Regions from separate parts of the Anas platyrhynchos genome. Here all the other regions are linked to region 1. A link is a contact called in public Hi-C data. All regions are on one chromosome and are shown on one strand. Each heading gives the region's core, a stretch centred on a gene start, on an enhancer-like site or on the middle of the called end of the contact. The rest is flanking DNA. Distances are from core to core; before and after follow the strand shown. Region 1 has its middle 11 kb from the start of TARBP1. Region 2 has its middle 51 kb from the start of TOMM20. Region 3 has its middle 16 kb from the start of TOMM20.

Region 1 (3,326 bases), core at 248-2,747:
GAGAATACTGTCAAGAACTGTTGGATAAAGAAAGACACTACCCCCCCACGTCCAAGAAAAGAAAAGAGGCAGATGGCTGAGAGCACTGCAGGGATCAGATGTGAGGTGGGAAAGCACCGGTGCTGTCAGCAAGATGTATTAAAGGGGCTCTGAGGGATCAGCGTAAAGGCCCAGAAGCTACAGGCTCCTGGGGATGGAGGCAGAGATCGTGTGGCAGAAGCTGTGATCCATCACGGTCCCATCTTCCTCTGTCCATTAGAAAGAGTCAGGGAACAGATCTAAAGCTGAAGAAAGCCATAATGGTGTTGGGATTGTTTGCAGTACCTTGTATGGGATGTGTGGTGATCTCCCCGGAGCTGGGACTGACCCCAGCAGCCCAGAGCAATACCACCAATTCCTGTTCTCAGAGGCACAGAATCCGTCCGGAGTCTGTTGGGATCTGTAACTTATCTGACAACATTTCTTCCACCGTTTTCATATATGTGTCGCTGACATAGCTCCCAAACAAACATGCAATATGGACAACTGGTATCATCACAGGATGCAGCTATCACGCATGTGAAAGGGCAAAGAATTATCCCACCTTTAAAAAAGAGGCAGATATGTAACACGTTGCTAATGAGGCATGCTACGCCTTAGGAAAAGACAGGTTCTTCTTGCTGACCTGTATCTCGAGTTCAGTACCTCCTGCAAAACACAGAGACACATCCAAACAGAGAAGCTAAATCTTTCAATATTATCTACAAGTGGGAGGTGTCATCAGGACAGTGATGAATAGGAAACCACTTGAGCAGAGAGTGATCATAAACTATTGGCGAGCATTTCAGATTGCTGCCGGAAGCCCCACATCAGCTTCAGCACATGCCTCTGGAGTATTCACGCTACATTTTTAGGTATCCAGAACCAGGGAAAAGGCCATTATGGATATAGCTGCCACTGTACACAGCCCAAAAATACAGCAGCTGAATGTAGGCCTGACAGAAACAATACAAAGACACAGAAAGCCTCAGTCAAGCCAAGCTCACCACTTGAAGGATTTGGAAGAAATCCAGGATTGAATCATGTGCTCACTTACATTTCTCCATCAGAAGGCCAGAAAGCAGGGGGAAATGTATCCTTTTTCAAGAGTATTGGATCTACTGAGACAGGCTGAATGTACAGGGAAACATAATACCCAGACTGTAGGGAATGGATATGTTCTTTGTGAATTGACCAGCTCTTCTCTGGATCTTGGCCTGTCTACAGAGGGCCAGTAACACTCTGTCTTGGTTGAATATGGCAGAGGCTATCCAAGCCTAATGGTCTGATGTGGCCTGTATGGGGCAAGTAGCAAAGAAGCGGTGGAAACGCACTGCCTTCCCCACCGTCCATGGGGAGAATAGGAATGCCTCTTCTCCCCCCAGATCTGGTTACTGTGGGCTGCCGCTCAGGCTGCTGGTCACTGGAAGTGTTTAAAGCCTTGAGTTACTGTGTCAGGCAGAGCATTGCATGCAGTGGGAATACAGATCTATGTGCTTGCAAGCCATCCCCGGATTTACTCACTTGAATCATCACCACAGCACCGCCACCAAATGGCAAAGTCAAATCAGCACTTAGCATTCTTGAAATTTTCCTAATGCCGACGGACATGAAGAAAATACACAGCATATCTCTTCTTGAACAGAGAAACAATCGCACAGAAAGCCCGGCTCGGTCTGCTTACATCTTCTGACGCCTTGAGCACTGGCATCATTAATGTGGCTATCGGTGATGAAAGGAGTCACAGACAAACAGAAGAAGCAAGTGAAAGCCAAAGCCTCCTGTAAGTGATGAAATAAAGACCTCCCAGAACTACCACTGGGAGAAAGCGTTCGTATTCGACCATTTCCTCTGGACATAACATGTTCTGGGAGGCAAACTGTTTTCTTGATATCTTTGCTCCCAAAAGAAATGAAAAATAAAAGGGATATGTTATTTATATAATGAGACAGGTGCTGAGCATGTCCAATGGTACACAACAGGTTGGCACTGCAGCTTTCCCTGCTGCAAAGGGCAGGAGGAGTGACCTACCTGGCCGTCATGGGAGACCTCAGAAGTGCTCTGCATAAATGCATATAAATGTGCACTTCTACATCTCTGAAGGGTGTAGAAGAAGGTGGTGTGCCAACGGCAAGCTCTCCCAGCCTAAGCAAAGGGCATCCACCAGCTATTACCAGTAGGTCTGCAAAAGGTACCGACCAAAATAAGCCCACTTAGAATAGCTCAGACGTCTGCTCCCATGGAAAACTGACAGGACAGCCACTAATCAGAAAAGGGCCTAAGCTCTCATCAGCTTTATTTTCAGCCTGCTGCAATAAAGTAATCTCAGTTGTTTGAGAACTATTTGGAAAATGAGTTTTTATGGGCCTTCTGCTAAGGCCAGGGAGTGCTTGGGGTGCTTGTGGGATGGCGAATTTAGGTGCCAGAACTGCAGATAGGAAGCAGCGTGTCACACCGACACTGCTGCTGTGCCTCCTCTCATACCGTGCTTCTCTGGAGCAAGGCAAGCAGGGGTTCCCCATTGCCTACATATCTGTCTGGGCATTTCTGAAGCCTATTCTGATTACTGAAAGTACCTCCTAAATTGCAGCAACACCCTGTGCTGCTGCTGGTTTTTGTAAGAGTTGATTGGCTTCATGGAAAATTCGGGATGCTGCTGATCTGGATCATCTCTCAGCTGTTTAATATCTATCTTGATATGCCAGAAGCAAGGCACAGAAGTTAGAGAGAGATAATATTTAGAGAATGAAGCAGATAAAAGAAGATGTCAGCCCCCCAACGTACATCTCTTAGGATTACAGCAGACATATTCCTGGCTTCTCCGCTGTCACTGGCAGGAAGCTGCTTCAGATAGGGAGCTCTGCAGGGGCTTGTCACTCACCGAGGAAATATGGTCTGCAAGTGTTATGTCTTTTCCCTCTGCTACAGCTTTCGGTAATGCAGGTATGATCATCAGCTACCAGCTGAACAATAAATCAAAATGCTTGAAAAAAAAAAAAAAAGACAAATGCACTCCATCCTTAACAACTATTAGGCACAGAATAAAAGCAGCCAGCAGCATGTGTATTAGTTAAATGATTTTGTACTGTCACTGATGTCAATTGGCTGTAAAACAAAGCCTACGATCCACACTCAGAATATATTTGTCTTTGCCATGTAAGTCAAAATCAGCCTTACATGACACCGCTTAAATTTTTAGACGCGACATGGATGGTCTAAACAATTCTGGTCCTATTTCTGTTTGAAGCACTGATGGTGCGTTATGAATAATGACAGAGACTTTCTTGAAGGGCTCACGTCCATAGCTG
Region 2 (3,319 bases), core at 200-2,699, 180 kb before region 1:
CGGAGCCTCCCCGGGGCTGCGCCTGCCGCGCTCGTGGCAGGTACGGTGCTGCTTTAGCAGAGCTTTGCATAATTTCTCGAAGGGAAGGATTTAGCAAGACAGAAAAGAGGAAATGCAAATGACTTCCTTTATTTTTATTTTTCTGGTAGGGTAGCCGCACACTCGCGATGTCTCCATTCACTCCAGCAGCTGCATGTGGCGGGCTCAGTGACCGGAAGGTGCGGTCCAGCTGTGTGTGCGCAGCCGATGCAAAGCCTAGAAAATAATAAACACAGGCTCACCAGAGCAGGGCACGTCCGTTACTGCCCGCCCGCTGTAATTCAGGAACTAACAGATGTCCCCGAGCTTTGTGCCCGGCCTGAAAAGGACACGAGAAGGGAACTGGTTCAGGGCTCATGCACAGCTGCGCAGATCAGATGACTCTGTCAGCTGAACCTGCCCACTAACCGGCCCTGATTTATCATAGCTGGAACCCTGACCTTTATTTGGGCACAAAAATACCGTCTTGGAAAGCTTGCTGCCGTCTCTGTAAAGGATGATCATGTAAAGTAATGATCATAACAATTTGTAGCGTTTCTGTAAGGAAGGGTCCGGTTACAGGTTGCGATGTGCAGCCCTCCACAGCTGCGTGCCTCACGCCAGAGTTCACTGGAAGCGACCACAAAAGACATTTTCCAGGGGCCAGGATCACGGGACCTTTAACATTTCCACTCGCATTTATCCAAGGGGTGACGGGGCATAGCTGCACATGAAGGTCTTGTGCCCACCTTTGCAGGGTGGGGGGCTCGGACCCGTGGCTGCTGTTGGCTGTTTGGTGGCTGGTGTGAAACGAGCTGGCAGCTGCCACCAGGGCCTGTGTCACGAAACCACTGTACGTTGGCAGCCTCAGCCCCCACCGAACAAGCTGGGCTATTTTTCTCATCCTTACTTGGAACATAAAACCTGGGCTTGAGTGCTGCTTTCACGTGGTGTGCTGACCAAATGCCGTCCGAAGATAGCTCTGCAGATCGGCGTGGCCAGGGCTTGACCATATTTCAAAACACAGCTGAAAAGGAGAACTGGAGAACCCCTGTGGATTTCCTTTCCGCCTCATCTACCCTGGCTGGGCAAATGGCGCTGGGGGCCGTTACAGCCACAGCTGAGTTTTGGAGGCGCTCAGCCGGGGCCTTGACGTTCGGTGCAAGAAGGGAGCATGGCTTGGTGGCTAATGCTGAGGAGCAGCAGCTTGGAGATACACGCTGCGTTAACCTACGGGCACCACCTCGCGGATTCCTAACTGTGGGTGTTTTGTGCACACTCTGTGGTGTTTGTTTTTTTTTGTTTGTTTGTTTTTTTTCCCTCCAAAATGCACTGATAAAGGCTGAGAATGAATCCTGAGGGACAGCTCAGTCCAAGGGACCTCAGAAGGCACCTCTGCAGAGCAGACGGGCGTTGTGCAACGCTTATCTGCAGCGATCTGTGACTAGTTCCCCGAAGGCGGGGGTACGAGGTGGTGCGGAGTTCGCAGCAAGGCCCAGCCTGCGGCTGTGGCCCCAAGGGAATTGTAGTTTCCCTGCCAAATATGACTTTGTGCAAGAGCTTTTCCTCAGTCTTTGCAGCAGCGTGCATACCCTCAGATTTCAGTTTCATAGTTTAACTTGAAGAAAGCATCCAAAAAAGCCCCTCAGAAGAGCATGCAGAGTGGCATCCGGCTCCACAGATGACCACAAGGAAGTCAGTAGCTGGGGACGTGGAAGGACAAGAAGGTGCCAAAGTCAAAGGCCATGTAGTTTGTTTGCAGTGAGTCATGATCTTCCACTTTCATGCACACCCCTCATCCGTCTGCACGGTGTCCTACTGTCTGTCTTTGTGGGGTTGTGGGGAATGACCACACACCTCAGCTTCCCTGGACAATCCTCTTCTCCCTTTCTTGTCCTGGTGACTCTGCAATTCGACAGTGCCTGCGGTGTTGTTTCTTTAATGCAGCTGGTTTTTGATGGTTCAAGGATATTTACTTAGGTTCCATGGCCCCACTGAGGAAAAAATGGCTCTTTAGTAAGAAAAGCCTGATGGAAAGGGTGGTTTATGAACGGAACAAAAGTTTGGGAAGAGGGGAAAAGTCAAGTGAGTGCAAACACCAGTCAAAGCCGTTCCCTTGCTCAAAACGAGTATTAAGAAAACTTGCTCAGTGGGTCACGATGAGCTCATTCAGTCCACTAGATTACTGGAAAAATCTTCCACTTTGACAAGTATGCATGTGTCTGTGTTGAGTCAGAACCTGGCAGAGCAGCTTTAGTACACATTTTTGTTATAAAGAAGTCCCCTTTGTCTTTTGTGACCCTAAAAATTTTCTGGCCTGAATATGCTCTGTGTTTCTCTCTCTCTCTTTTTTTTTTTTTTTTTTTTTTTTTTTTTCCACACAGAAAATGTAGGCACAGCAGTGTTGTATTCCATTGGGAATGTGGTATCTGGGGTCTGGGGAGGGAGGGTCTATTTTCCTACCTGCAACACTTTTCTTCACTGTTGTGCATCCTTTTATTTGCTGTCCAGCCAGCTTTTATTTAGTATACAAGTAGTGGTGCATGAAAACATTGCAAGCGCACCCCTGCGCATGCTCACACACAGCAATCGCATTTCCAGAAGTTTGCTGCAAGCATCACAAAAATTTTCTGCTGAACTTCTTGGCATACTTTCAATGCAAAGCTGGCAGCTATCACATGATGAATCCAGCCTACAGTGCGGAGGCCTCGGAGAAAAACAACGAGATCTGTGACACTAAGAAAACACAGTCGCAGACACCACAAAACTACGCTGGGACGGGCACCGTAGTTGTGGGGAGGGGTCATGGTCAAATATGCTATTTCAAGCAAAATCTGAGAGGAGGATGTGTTCTTAGCCACAGGAAGAGCGTTGTCTTAGTCAGAGCAGTTAATCATGCAACATGAGGAGAGATACATACAGTAAGCCCGCATGATTTCTCTTTCCAGCAGCTTTTTTCCTCGTCTGAAATGACTTGCATATATTTTCGTATTGCTAATTGCAGTACGGTAGCATCTGTGCTCTGGCCTTGCTGATGGAAACCTGGAGGTTCTCCGGGCCGTGTGAGCCATGCTGTTGTCACAAAGCTAACCTCCCTGTGCCTCTTTCAGGCAGACAGAGAGAAAGAGAAAAAAAATGTCCGGCTGACGTCAATGAAGACCACACTGCACTGGATAATATTACTGTGTGCCTCAACCACCCACTCCCTTTAATTTACTAGAAACTAAGCAAGCTGTTTTGAAACCCATAGCTTCCAGCGTGTTTGCGCTGCTCTCCCTCCACCAAAGGCCATTAATTGTCA
Region 3 (3,182 bases), core at 540-3,039, 210 kb before region 1:
AAATTGGTTTTCTAGAGCACACAGAGGCCCCAGGATGGAATTTATTGATACTAGGGCAGTATTCTTCCCATTCTTTTTGTCGTAAAATGTGAAGCAGAGAAAACGACTTCTGTGTGGAATCCCTGCCTTCATTTTTGTTGTTTCCAGGATGGTGTTTGTTACAAGACTGCCAAGTCTCAGGGAAGAGAATGATGGGCTGCCCTCAGAAGCTTCCAGCAGACCTGATAGTATCTGTCATCATGCTGTAGATCTTTTCCTAGTCAACGTCTCCTGCCTTGGGCAGCACGTTTTCGATAAAAGCAGGTGTCTCCCTGATTTTAAATAAAAGTTTTTAGAAAATGGATTGCAGTCTCACAACCAGCAGTGGTTCAGGCTCAGGTTCCTTCATGACCTCTCCTTTTCTAAAATTCACTGTTCAAATTCTGCTTCCCCAACTTCTAGTTATGTTCCAGATCTTGCATGCTTATCACAGGGGGTGACAACACAAGCTTTGCTGTTGATTGATTCAGCAGGGACTTTGTAAATACTCTACAAAGCATTCATGGGTCACTGTAGCATCCGTAGTCATCAAAGTATTCCTATAGGTTCTCCCTCGGGGCTTTTGAGGAAGGGCTGCTGTAAGACTGATTTACTGGAGCAGCATGCATTAGATTTGTTTTGGGGAACTTAACTGCATTTTCCTTTCTTGGCAAAGAAAGTTATTTTTGCTACTATCACAGAATATCACCTTCATTAATATGGCTATTTAGGGCATAAACAGAACAGCTGTGCTCCTAGGAAGCCTCACAGGATCCAGGGACCAAAGGCATGGAGCTAATGATTAGCTAGACATACCATTCTTCACGCCGGGGCCAAACGCAATCTCCTGCTAATCACCTTTCATCCCATTTAAGGTGTGATAGTGGTCATGTATTTCCAGTGGGAAGTGCAAGAGCAGAACGCATGTCGCCAAAAGGCAGAGGTCTGTGGGCGGTCTTGGATTCCTGGTGCAAGGCTTCTTCCATTGCCCCCCAAAATGACAGTCTCTCCTGGTGGAGTTCAGGCGCTAGGACTGGTTTTGTTTCCCAGATAAGCAGGGTTCTGCTGTGGCCAGAACTTTCCAGCGTCACACCTCTCAGTGAACATCAGAATTCACGTGGACCAAGCTGCTTTTTCTTTTCAACTTGCCACCTGAAGGTCATACAAAATAATCAATTTGCTGTCCTTTGCTGGGTGTCTTCCAAAAGTAAAGTGCCTTTCTTTTGCTATTTGGGGGACTTGGTATTTTGGCTTTTCTTTTTTTCAGTGTTGAAAGGCTAACATTTGTGTTCTGTTCAGAATAAAAGGGAAATGTGTCAGCAGCGAGGTACTTACTGGAGAGCTAGCGTCAGAGCACGCGGTGCGGAGGTATTTGGTCTGATGCGGTTGGGTATAGGGCATCAGCTCTAGATTCGTGCCCATCACCTTGGGACAAGCCCTTGTCTTGCTGCAGACATCTGTCCGTACAACAGAGAACATGACAAGGCTGCTGTAGCTCTGTGTGTGGCAGCAATGGGCGACGTCAATCTGCAGGCCTCGGTGTAAACACCAGCTTTTCACAGCAAAGCCAAGTTGCTCTTAAACTTCCTTTTGGGGGCATTTTCCCCTTTTCGCCTTGCCTCCCTACACCTACCGGTTACAGACCAAGTGGTTTTGCAGTTGTCGAGCTCGGTTGTAAAACGCTGGAAGGAAACTCAGCCCCGTTTTCACGGAGGTGCCTGCTGCGTGCACAGGCACAGGGAGGTGAGGTTGGGAGCTCGCAGAGCCCCAGGTATTGGGGCTTGCCAGGGGCTGTGCCGCTAGATGGCAATGTGGTACTCTCGGAGCTGGGACTCCCCGTCCCTGTAAAATTCTTGCTTTTTCTGTATTTATCTCTGCCAAACTGATGATTGCACCCACCACCCCGGCAAGAGAACAGAACAAAATCATTTCATAGAACATTACAGCTGTTGTGCCTCTTTCTTTTCTTTCTTTTTGCCTTTTTTCCCCCCCCCTTAGTTCTTTGTCCCACAGCAGGGTGCAGAGGTTTAAAAACCTTCTTTCTTAATCGCTCGCCTTCTAAAAACAGAGAAAACACAGCCTCTTGGGAGCAATTAGCTGTGAGAAAAGCATTTCTCAAACAATTGCCAGGAAATATTGTCTTGACCGATATTCCTGATGTAACACTGTCGTTCTCAGTACTGTTATTCTAAGATACTTGACTGCAAAAACAGCAGGGTACGGATCTGTAATATATGATCTGCAGTTTACCACCTACCTTACCTTTTTTATATCCATTTACTTTCTGTTTGTGTCCTCCCTGCAGCCCCCCCCCCCCCCCTCCCCTGGAGCTATTCTGCTTAGGAGAGTGAAGAATTATTTGTAACTCTCCTCTGCTGACTGGTGTATCAGGCCAAGGCTCTGACAAGACACGGCTGAAAATTAAGGTTATGCCTCTGCTGTGCAGGCTCCAGATTGAAATTCTGTGGCAGTGCACTGTGGAGGAGGTCAGGCTGCATCATTACAGCGATCCCTCTTGGACTCAGAACCTGGCAGCCTCGCTGTACGTGAGGTTGGTGAAGCCTGAATTTGAGTGGGAGCAGCTTGTGAGCAGGTATACGTGAAGCAGGCGGCAGCTGTACGCTGAAACCAGGGTCCTGAGCCTGGAAGCCCTCTCCCCATTGTTGTATTCATGGCAGATGGGCTGGGCTGCAGGGTGCAGAGAGGTCTGAGGAGCAGTGGTGAACTTCCAGCACTGAAAGCCCAAATCAGCAGCAGCTAGGAACCACTGCTAGCTAGGTAGATACGCATACACCCATGGCCTTTCACATGCACAGCCATACTTGTTTGTATTGCAAGGCTCAAATTTTGTCCCTCTTTACGTAAATTCATGGAGATTTGAGAAACGAGCCTCACTCTGTGGGACAGGGTGTGAACTGAAGCACCTTCTGGAAGACAGACAGCAGTGTAATCCTTTCATTCAACCCTGTCTGCAGCTGCTTTTTATAAACTTGGCATAAATACGTACTCAGTGAGGCCAGGCCTGTGTAGCTGGAAAATATTTTCCACCGTCCAAAAAAACAGAAGATTGGAAAAAGAGCCCAGAAATTGTGCATAACATGGAATGGCTTCGCTTGTGGTTTTTTTCCATGACTTCCTCAGCTCATTTTTCTGCTGCCAATTTT

The links. Hi-C and Micro-C count contacts between places; a contact is called where the count stands out from the background.
Region 2: a contact with region 1 is called in a Hi-C map of subcutaneous adipose tissue, with 1.9 times the contacts expected there. The contact joins two enhancer-like sites. A contact is called at or near these places in 2 of 8 Hi-C or Micro-C datasets (skeletal muscle and subcutaneous adipose tissue).
Region 3: a contact with region 1 is called in a Hi-C map of subcutaneous adipose tissue, with 3 times the contacts expected there. The contact joins two enhancer-like sites. A contact is called at or near these places in 7 of 8 Hi-C or Micro-C datasets (F1 follicle, F5 follicle, liver and 3 more).

What each region holds. Positions count from the first base shown.
Region 1 is chr3:26,735,467-26,738,792 of IASCAAS_PekinDuck_T2T, reverse strand. No RefSeq gene overlaps it. Among named protein-coding and RNA genes, the nearest start is that of TARBP1, 11 kb to the right of the region's middle. Within about 2 kb of position 1,497, at least 4 of the 8 cell types and tissues checked have an H3K27ac peak or open chromatin away from gene starts, as enhancers often do. A contact at or near this core is called in F1 follicle and subcutaneous adipose tissue, where this site is marked.
Region 2 is chr3:26,910,506-26,913,824 of IASCAAS_PekinDuck_T2T, reverse strand. No RefSeq gene overlaps it. Among named protein-coding and RNA genes, the nearest start is that of TOMM20, 51 kb to the left of the region's middle. Within about 2 kb of position 1,449, at least 6 of the 8 cell types and tissues checked have an H3K27ac peak or open chromatin away from gene starts, as enhancers often do. A contact at or near this core is called in subcutaneous adipose tissue, where this site is marked.
Region 3 is chr3:26,946,153-26,949,334 of IASCAAS_PekinDuck_T2T, reverse strand. No RefSeq gene overlaps it. Among named protein-coding and RNA genes, the nearest start is that of TOMM20, 16 kb to the left of the region's middle. Within about 2 kb of position 1,789, at least 4 of the 8 cell types and tissues checked have an H3K27ac peak or open chromatin away from gene starts, as enhancers often do. A contact at or near this core is called in F1 follicle and subcutaneous adipose tissue, where this site is marked.